2 separate regions of the Ovis aries genome follow, and region 1 is linked to region 2. A link is a contact called in public Hi-C data. All regions are on one chromosome and are shown on one strand. Each heading gives the region's core, a stretch centred on a gene start, on an enhancer-like site or on the middle of the called end of the contact. The rest is flanking DNA. Distances are from core to core; before and after follow the strand shown.

Evidence for each region. Hi-C and Micro-C count contacts between places; a contact is called where the count stands out from the background.
Region 1: a contact with region 2 is called in a Hi-C map of tail adipose tissue, with 5 times the contacts expected there. The contact joins the promoter of NXPH3 here to the promoter of KAT7 in region 2. A contact is called at or near these places in 3 of 16 Hi-C or Micro-C datasets (liver, skin fibroblasts and tail adipose tissue).

Annotation. Positions count from the first base shown.
Region 1 is chr11:36,771,371-36,776,043 of ARS-UI_Ramb_v3.0, forward strand. NXPH3 (neurexophilin 3) reads right to left here and starts at 1,681. Exons shown (of 2, transcript XM_004012789.6): 1 at 1,464-1,681. The coding sequence starts at 1,517.
Region 2 is chr11:36,577,713-36,582,452 of ARS-UI_Ramb_v3.0, forward strand. It overlaps KAT7 (lysine acetyltransferase 7), which reads right to left and starts at 2,738. Exons shown (of 15, transcript XM_015098720.3): 1 at 2,570-2,738. The coding sequence starts at 2,584. It overlaps FAM117A (family with sequence similarity 117 member A), which reads left to right and starts at 3,320. Exons shown (of 8, transcript XM_060395548.1): 1 at 3,320-3,397.

The DNA of each region.
Region 1 (4,673 bases), core at 431-2,930, 190 kb after region 2:
TCCTAATCCACCATACCCCCAGGCTCTCAGACCAGATGGGTCCTTCTATGGGAGTTTTATCCAAACCCTACCCTCATCTTGGATCTCTGGAAAGCTCTGTGGAGGCTCGGATGGCCTCTGCGGCATCCGCTCTATTGACAGGCAACATCTGGGGAGGCTTCTTGAAGGAGCTGTGGGGAGGGCCAGCAGGACAGCCTGACAAGCTCAAACACAGGACAGCTCAGGAGGGCACCGGGGAATGGACCAGGTTCCCTGAGGACAGCTGCCCAGCATGGGTATGCTCAGCTTTTCAAGAAAGGCCCTCTGTGTCTCACAGCCAGCGCCAGGTGCACCAGCTCACAGCTGGGCAGCATCTGGACTTGCTGGGACCTGGGATAAGGATGTGGAATGCCTGAGGTTGTCATACGCACGGCTACAAAGGGGTTCGGGGTCTTCATGTCCCCTGTTCTGGCCCTGGCCATGTCTGCGGTTGTGCGCGGTGTCCCTGCCTGCCAGGACCCAAGGGTGGGGGAAAGGGACAGCAGGAGGGGAGGGCCGCGGGGCTGGGGTCAAGGCAGAAGACGTGTGCGTGTACTTAACCCTGAGGGGGCGGGGGTCACAGCTGAATGTCTGGAGGATGGAGAGAAGGGCCCTAGGGGGAGATATGACAAGGGAAGGGTTCTTCCACACAATGGCAAAGGGGATTATTGTTTTGAGAAGACCCAGATGTGGCTCTGAGGCTTCTCCACGACAGGATTGGTAGGTGGCGGTCGGTCGGAGGGGATTCGCGCCCTGAGCTGGGGTCTAGTGTGGATTCCCCGCGTCCTGGGCCGCCAGGAAGACGCGAGCGAGCGCACGGGGAGCGGGCTTCGGGCGCTCCGCTCAGCTGCCGCGAGCGCCCGGGGCGGGAGCCGCCTGCCCAGGTCCTGTGGGGCTCGGGCTGCGCGCAGCCGGGAGAGGAGGAAAACAACAGGCAAGGAGGGAGGGAGCGGGAGGGAAGGCGGGAGCGAGGGACGCGGGGGCCACCCCCCGCCTGGGCCAGCTCGTGCGCTGGGGGCCCCAGAGCGCGGGGCCCTCCGGGTCCCTCCGCGTCCCCGAGGTCACGGAAGAGCCCATGCCCCCTACCCTGGCAGATCATCAGCTCCACAGCCACCCTCCACTACCCTTCCGCACGGCCCGGGGCCCGGGAAGAGGTCGAGTGACCCTTGGCGACGTCTGCGGGCATTTTCCCTCGTGCCCGTCGCACCTCCCGCCACCAGCGGCCGAGTAGGTGGGCCAGCCCAGCACCCTCTCCCCGCCCCTATTAACCCTTCCTGTACAGTCTCCGGCCTCGGACCCGCCCTCTCCCCCAGCCTCGAGGCTTCTCCTCCATCCCCGGGATGTTGGGGGGAAGGGAGAAAGTTTTCGGGCTCGGAAGCTTCCCGCGCTCTCCCCCAGTCCTCCCAGCCCCCGCCCCTCCGCGCCGCTCCCCGCGGATCACTCACCAGATAGAGGCTGCCCTGCACTAGGAACACGAAGCAGCAGCGAGTCAGTTGCATCTTCCTCTTTGCTCTCGTGCCCCTTCCTCGCGTCTGTTCCCTTCAGGGTCCCAGGCCCTTCCTCACCCCTGCTCGCTCCTTCAGGCGCGCCGTCCCATGCTCCAGTCCCCCGGCCCCCGGCGGCCCTCCGCGCGGCCAGCCGCCCAGGACCGACCCCGCCCCCTTCGGTCCAGCTGTGCAGCCGCCGCCCCCCTCCCCGGTCCAGCTGCGCGCGGCGCGGCCCCCTCTCGCGGCCCCAGATGTGCGCCCCGACCGCCTCGAAGGGCCCCAGCTGCGCGGTGGCTCCGCGGCCGCAGATATGCCCCCTCGGTTCCAGCGGCGTCGCTCTCGCCCAGATGTGTTGGGGACCCGCGCGCGCGCTCGCCCCAGAGCTAATTCCCCGGGCCAGATGGCCCCTCCCGCCCCGTCGCGGCGCGCCCCCTGGCGGACGCCCCTGGCCGCGCCAAGCCCCGCCGCCGCTACCCGCGCTGCCTCCCGCCAGACTGGAGCGCTCCTGGCGCCCAGGCGGCTCCCGCTTCCTCGTCCCTCCCACCACCGGCGGCGGCGGCGGCGGCGGCAGGTACTGTGAGCCCAGCCGGTACCTCCGCAGTTAACTCCTCCCCTGCCGGCCCGCAACCCGGGGATTTAGGACGCAGGGGGCAGGATTTGGGGGCGGAGTTCACTCCGCGAGGCAGGGAGAGGGTGGTGACCTCGGGGATAGGAACCCTACTAATTCCAACCCTGAGCAGGGCCTCTGTTCCTGGTAAGGAGCATTGAGAATCTGCTGCCCTGCCCTGAACCCCAAGAGACCTGGAATGTGGAAAGATTATTTTTCCCAAACCCCGTTACAAGAGAGCCAGAAAAGAAGGTCTTCCTTCCGTCTCCACAGCCCAAAGTCCACCTCTGTCTGCAAGACTTGCTTTTGTGCTGGGGGAAGTTCTTCTGGGTGTCTAGCCTGAACTCCTTTGGTTATAATCTCAATTCCTATCCTCTTCTGCTTTACTCAGAGGGGCTGGGATAACCCTCCTCACCTCCCCCCAGTACCTCTCAGTCCAGTCGCTGTGACAGGAAACTTGACTGGAGTCTTGGGATGAAAAGGCAGCTAGGGGCCAGGCTGGATATCTGGGGCTGGGGTCAAGGGTAAGCCTCCTGAGAAGCTGAGAAGTGAGGTGAGCAAGGCCCCTGGAGGCTGTACCTCCATTCTTCACTCTGCCCTTCCTATGAGGGATGTGGGGTTCCTATGCCAGCAGGGTATCTGTCTCAGGTTTCTGCAACCCTCCAGGGCAAGAAGGAAGAAAAAGACCCTCATTCGAGATTGCAAAGTGGGGCCCATCCCCCATTGCCCCACATCTCCACGTTGTCTTCTTGGAATTGCAGGGCCCCTTTAGTCCTTAGAAAAATCAAAGGTCAAGTCCCAGCACCCAGCACTTTTCAGAGGCTGTGAGGCTGAGGAGGTACCCCAGCATTTGGAACAGCCCCAGCCTGGGCTTGGCCCATGGGGCAGGGTGGGTGGGCACTCTGCTGTGGCCCTCGAGGCCCAGCTTGGTCTCTGGCTGCAGCCCCCAGCACGCACCCAGCCTCCTCCCCCACCATCTGCCAGGCGGGTGCATGGGGAATGCAGATGAATCTTAATATCAGCCTGGGCCAAGTGCGATGAGGGAGACAGATTCTGCAGAACCCAGACAGCGTCACAGGGCCCCCTGCATTCCCCAGGCACCCTGGGCAGTACAGGAGACAGCAGCCCTTCTCTGGGGGTGGTGGGGGGTGTGCATGTCTAATCAAAGACCACCCCCCACCCCAGCAAAGCCAGGGGAGGAAGGAACAGATAAATCTTTGTCTGGCCTCTGAGCCTCTGGTCCGGCTGGGAGGAAGAAGCTGTTGGCCTGAGCGTGGGCAGCTGGTTCCGGCGCTCAGCTAGGCAGAGGCGTAGCTGGGCCCACTCCTTGTCCATCTCCAGAAGGTCCTATCCCCAGGAGAGCAGTGTGACCCAGCAGAAAGAGCACAGATTTTCAGGCCAGACAGTCCTGGATTCCATTCCGGGCCTGGCTGTGTGACCTTGGGCAGGTTGCTTTGGTTCTCTGAAGCCAGTTTCCTGATCTGTTGTTGCAAGAACTAAATGAGACAGAATGTGGAAGCAGAGTGCAGGCACAGAGGCTGCGGGCAGTCATGGCGTGCGATAAAGGGAAGCTCTTTTCTGCTGCCCACACATTTGCTCTGGCTGAGCCTCCTGCCAGGCTTGCCCTCATTGCCCTCTCAGTCCTTCCTGACTGACTCTCTCTTCCTTCAAGTTTCCACTCCGCATTCATCCATCAACCACTGGCCAAGCCTGTCCTTGGTGCCAGGCACCAGGCCAGGGGTTGGGATACACAGATGAATGGAACTCCATCCCTGCCCTCAAGGATCTCACTGGCTAGTGTGGAACTGAGACATGAAAATCAATGATTATAACTCGGTGTGGTGAGTAGAAAGATCCTTCCAGCAGTCAGTACGTATACTCCAAGGACCGTGTGGGTGTGGGTGGAGAGGGATGGCTTCCTGGAGGAGGTGGTGCCAAAGGACGAATGAATGGTCTAAGATCTGGAGGCTAGAACCAGAAGCAGTTTGCTGTTACTGGAGCTCAGAGGGGAGGGGAAGAAGTTGGAGCAGGAAGCTGGTAACAGCTGATCCAAGGTCTTTCCTGTGGGTCAAGGGGGTTAGGACCTTGAAAACATTTTGAAGGGTTTTAAGGGGGCTGGTAATTATAGTTAGATTTGCATTTTAGAACGTTTTGGAGAATTCACAAGAAAGAGGAAAGACTAGTGCTCTGGAGGGAACCAGTTAGGGGATAAATGCAATCTGGGGTGAGAGAGACGGGGAGACTGGAAACATGCTGGGGAGGCAGATCAGGATTGAGTTGTTGCTGAAATAAGGGAGGAAGGGAGACAGGGAGTCAAGTCTGATAACCAAGTCTCTGGCTTGGACGGTAGGCAGGATGCTCTCTGAAGTGGGCATTACCAGTGGTGGGGAGGCAGGTTGGTTCCCGGGGGGTTGGCTTTGGTCAAGTCAAGTCTGGGTGCTGTTAGCCAACCAAAGGCAGAACAGAGTCTAGCCTGGGGTACTAGAGTGTGGATGTGCAAGTAGAACAAGGGGCTTGGATGGATTTAAGGGGTGGGCAGAGGGCAGAAGCTGGCAGCCAGG
Region 2 (4,740 bases), core at 1,488-3,987:
CAAATAATGCACCTTTATTAAATAAATACAGGAGAAGAATTCTTGCTGTATTATTATAATTCTAAAACAAGTTCATTAGGTCAGTACCACAAACTTTAATAAAGTATTTTACTCAAAACAGTCTGATTGACATAAAACATGTACTTACAGTAACTCAAGGGTAATGAGAAAAATGTTAGTGCTAGACCCCACTGAACTTTATTGTAGCTTTTGTTCAAAGTCTCCATGAACAGCTATTACATTTTTAAAAACCACACATGAATTCAAAATGTCATGGTCCTAAAAGAACTTAGGGGCAAACAGAATAATATCCTTCTTTCTTATGTTATCTACTTTTAAAGTTTCTTCACTTGAATGCCAAAAGTGCTTTAAGAAAGGGGGGAAGGGAGTGACTTGCACATAAAGACTTATAGGTAAGCATAAACAGAAGGTTGGAGAAGGCAAAGGCAATCCACTCCGGTACTCTTGCCTGGAAAATCCCATGGACAGAGGAGCCTGGTAGGTTCCTCTGGGGCTCCATGGGGTCACTAAGAGTCAGACACGACTGAGCGACTTAACTTTCACTCATTGGAGAAGGAAATGGCAACCCACTCCAGTGTTCTTGCCTGGAGAATCCCAGGGACAGGGGAGCCTGGTGGGCTGCTGTCTATAGGGTGGCAGAGTCGGAAACATGACTGAAGCGACTTAGCAGCAGTAGCAGTAGCAAACAGAAGGTTTTTAAAAATCACCTTTTCAATTAATAATTATTTACCAATTGTTAGCGTTCTGAGCTAACATGTTAGCCAGAGATAACTTTTATCAACTGCGCTAATAAAAGTATTAACTTTTATTAACACTATACCTTTTACTAAACCAGAAAGAGAAACATATTTGCTAAAAAAAAAAAAAAAACAAACAAAAAAAAAAACACTAAAGCTTCAAATTACTAAGTTCTTTATTCAAAATCCTAAGCACCAGTTGTTTAGCATTCATAACCTTTTAGATTTTTGGAAAGAGAAAAATTTGCATACATCTGCAAATAATAACCTTTCTGCAGCAAAATTTATAAACATTCACACTAAATGAGACACACAAAAACTGTAAATCGCCTCAGGACAGTTTATGCCACCAAATAAGCTACTAAAAAGCACACATTTTCACAAGTTCTCTGTATCTGGGAACTGCAGAAAGAACTGTGGGCCTATTCCAAGGCACCAGTACTACTGTTGCATTTGGTGAGCCTTAATACCACCTATCAATGTACATCACTGTAGGAGACATTAAAAAGTATAAATACCTGAAAGCCTCTGGGAAGAGAAACATTTCTGCAGAAATGAACAAAAATACAATAAACTTTCCAAATATCCAAAGCTAATCTGCCCAGACACTGAGTGGAGGCTCCAGAGACAGTCACAGAAAATTGGCAGAACAAAAGGGGAGTCTTAAAAGTCATCCAGTCCAATTACTCAGATATTGAATCCCTAATTATCTTTGACCATCACCTTCCCGGCTTGATCATGGAATTGATTTCTTCTCTCCCGGCTTTTACTAATCTACTTCCCATCTTACTCCATAGTAGACTTAATTGCTCTCTCACTTTCGTGCCATTAAGCTTTGTCTATTACTGCCAAGTAGAGAATTTACTAGATCCTTTCAAGTTATTTACGAGTCTGTTTTCCCCATCAGACTCAGATTTCCTTAAGCCAAGGATCATGTCTAATTAATTTCTGAATCCCCAGCAGCCAGCAGGTAGCAAGCAGTCAATAAACATTTGTTGAATTAGATTTGTTCTGGAGTCCCGGCTCTGCATTGCCTAATTGAGTGGCTTGGGGTACTCCATTAAGCCTGTTTGTTTAGCTGAGAAAAGAAGGGGTGGGGGGTGTCCCTAGGTGATCTCATAAACCCCATCTAATTTTATAAAGTTTCTGATTTAACGAACTGCATTTTGTAGGCGCTAACTAAGCAGACAAGGAAAAATCACAGCTTAGGAGCAACAGGCCAGAGTGAGATCCCTGGGGAGTGGGCGCTGGTTTTCCACCACCCAGTTCTCGGCTTTGTTCTGTCCCCCGCGGGGAAAGGAAGGATGCTCCAAAACTCTGCCTCTGTGAGCATCATCAGACGGAAGGGAGGGGATTCGAGCCACCCAACCGCGGTCCCGATAAACCGCGCCCCCACAGGACAGACTGGCAGGCCTAGCCAATCAAGAGAGGAGAGATCGTTCTCTACGGCCTGTCGGACAGCGATAGAGCCGGGCCCATACACCGCCCCCACACGCGGGGAGGTGACCGTTGAGCCCAAATGGGCGGTGTCACCAGCCAATCAATATGTTTCTAGACGTTTCAGCGACCAATTAACGAGAAGAACGCCTCCGAGCCAGGCAAGCAGAGGGCGGGAATAGTTGCAACCATAGGCCGAGGCCAGGGTCGGGCCCACATTTTTCTGTTGGGTAGGGACAGAAGAGGGTTGCTAAGCTAGGTTCGGGGGAGCGGGAAGTTGGAACCCAACCATTATGAGGCGTGGCCAACTGCGTCATGTTTCTCAAACGACTGTCCTTAGAAACCCGCCATCCCTCCCGTCTTGTTCCTCTCACCTTCCTTCGAGGCATTGCCGGCTGCTGCGGCCCGACGGTTATGATTCGGGCAGCGGCGGCAGCAGCAGGAACGGTGGCTCCGGCGGGCTCCGTGGCGGCCTGTGTAGCAGTCCCAATCCTGCGGACGATCCCAAGTGCCTCCTGCTTCTCAGCGTCTAGAGCCTTCTGCGCAGGCGCCGCGGGCTGAGGCGCTTTTTCCTCCACTTCCGGCTGGGGTTTGCGTCACATGACGTTCGGGTCAAAGAGGATGCTGGGAGGTTCGTTACCCTGGTGAGGCTACTGAGCGCCATTTTGGACTTGGGCAGGAAGTGGCTCCGGTGGTGGAAAGTAGGGCCAGCCAAGTTTAGTTAGGGGAATGGCACCCTTTGTAGGCGTAGGTAGCCATTCCTGTTTGGGGCAGAAGCCAGACAATTGAAGTTAACGGTTCTCATCTTTACCTAGGGCAAAATTTCCCTTCCTGGTCGTTTTAATTTCTGAAGTCGAGGAAGGAAAGCCCCAGAATCCATCAGGTTGCTGAGATTTAACCCCTTCGTCGCCGAATTGGCTAAAGGACGTTTCCGTTTATGGGCATAAACTCAAAGTTGGGAAGGGATATTTTGCAGATGAAACAATTTTAACAGCTATCCTGTGTCAAAATGGTGAGGAATGGGAGCTTGGGAAAGGAACGAAAGGGTAGCGTCCATCGCCAGGAAGTTTCTTGTCTGGTAGAGGAGACATTGTCCTTGCCCTTTAGCAAACATCAAGTAGATTAATTCGTTCAATCGCGGAAGGAGACCGAACCATTCTCCAGAAGCTGTAGCTCCAAAGAAGAGCCAGTTTAGCTCTGTGGTGAGCACCCGTCTCCTTACCCCATCCTGTATGGTTATGAGCGCCTTGGGTGGCCCGCGGGATCAGAATGTGTGTGCATCTGTGTGCGCCAGAGCCACAGAAGCGTTGAACTTCATGAGCCCAAGTGACCTCTCGAAACTCAGCTGCTTCAGCCAACAGTTGAGGGACGGAGGAACAGGAAGGAATATTTTTAGTAAAGGTGTATCTCAGGCACTGATTTTTAAATAATAGTGAGGGAGCCTCGAAAGAAGAAGTTGTGGAAGATGTAAGGCTAGAAGAGTTTAAAGGTAGGGAAGTGGATAGCAGACGATGAGGATTTGAGTGAGTGAAAGTCGCTCAGTCGTGTCCGACTCTGCGACCCCAAGGGCTGTAGTCCGTGGAATTCTCCAGGCCAGAATACTGGAACGGGTACCCTTTTTCTTCTCCAGGGGATGTTCCAACCCAGGGATCGAACCCAGGTCTCCCGCATTGCGGGCGGATTCTTTACCGGCTAAGCCACAAGGGAAGCCCGTTGAGGATTTGGCCTTGCTAAAAGAAGAGCCTTGAGAAGACCAAGGCTTGCCCCGGAGCGCATGGGTGGGATCCAGGCAGGCTCAGTCGTTAATTTAGGATCATTTGATTGATGTGCTAAACAGAGGACTCTGAAGGATTGAAGTTCCAGACCCTTAGCTAACACTCTCCTTGGAGATATTCTGCGTGCTTAATCCCTCAGTCGTGTGTGACTCTTTGCGACCCCATGCACTGCAGCCTGCCAGGCTCCTCTGTCCATGGGATTCTCCAGGCAGGAATACTGGAGTGGGTTGCCAGACCCTCCTCCAGGGGATCTTCCCAACTCAGGGATCGAACTCAGTCAGGTCTCCCACCTTACAGGTGGATTGTTTACCATCTGAGCCACCAGGGAGATATTCTAGGCTAATGTTAAGGCACACAGCTTTTGGTATTTTGTTTTTCTTATTTTAGCTTTTAGTCTTTACTATAGATACCTTTGAATAACTTACTTAGTTTGAAGTGCACATAAGATCTTATTTGGAAAGGGCTCCTGCTTATTCTTCGTTTGTATCCCCTCAGGACTTAAGCATTTAATTTCACACTATTACTTTTATTCTGCACTTACTGGTATGTTCCTAAGGTTATTTTTTAGTGTTCTGGCTCCCCAGCTGTTGGTAAGGAGATCTTATGGTAAGAGCATGTCTCACTTCTTTAATACCATCCTTAATAGTACTCAGTCCATTCTATGCTGTGCTTAGTCCCTCAGTCGTGTGCAACTCGTTGCGTTCCCATGGACTGTAGCCCGCCAGGCTCTTCTGTCCATGGCATTTCTCGGGCAAGAATACTGGAGGGGG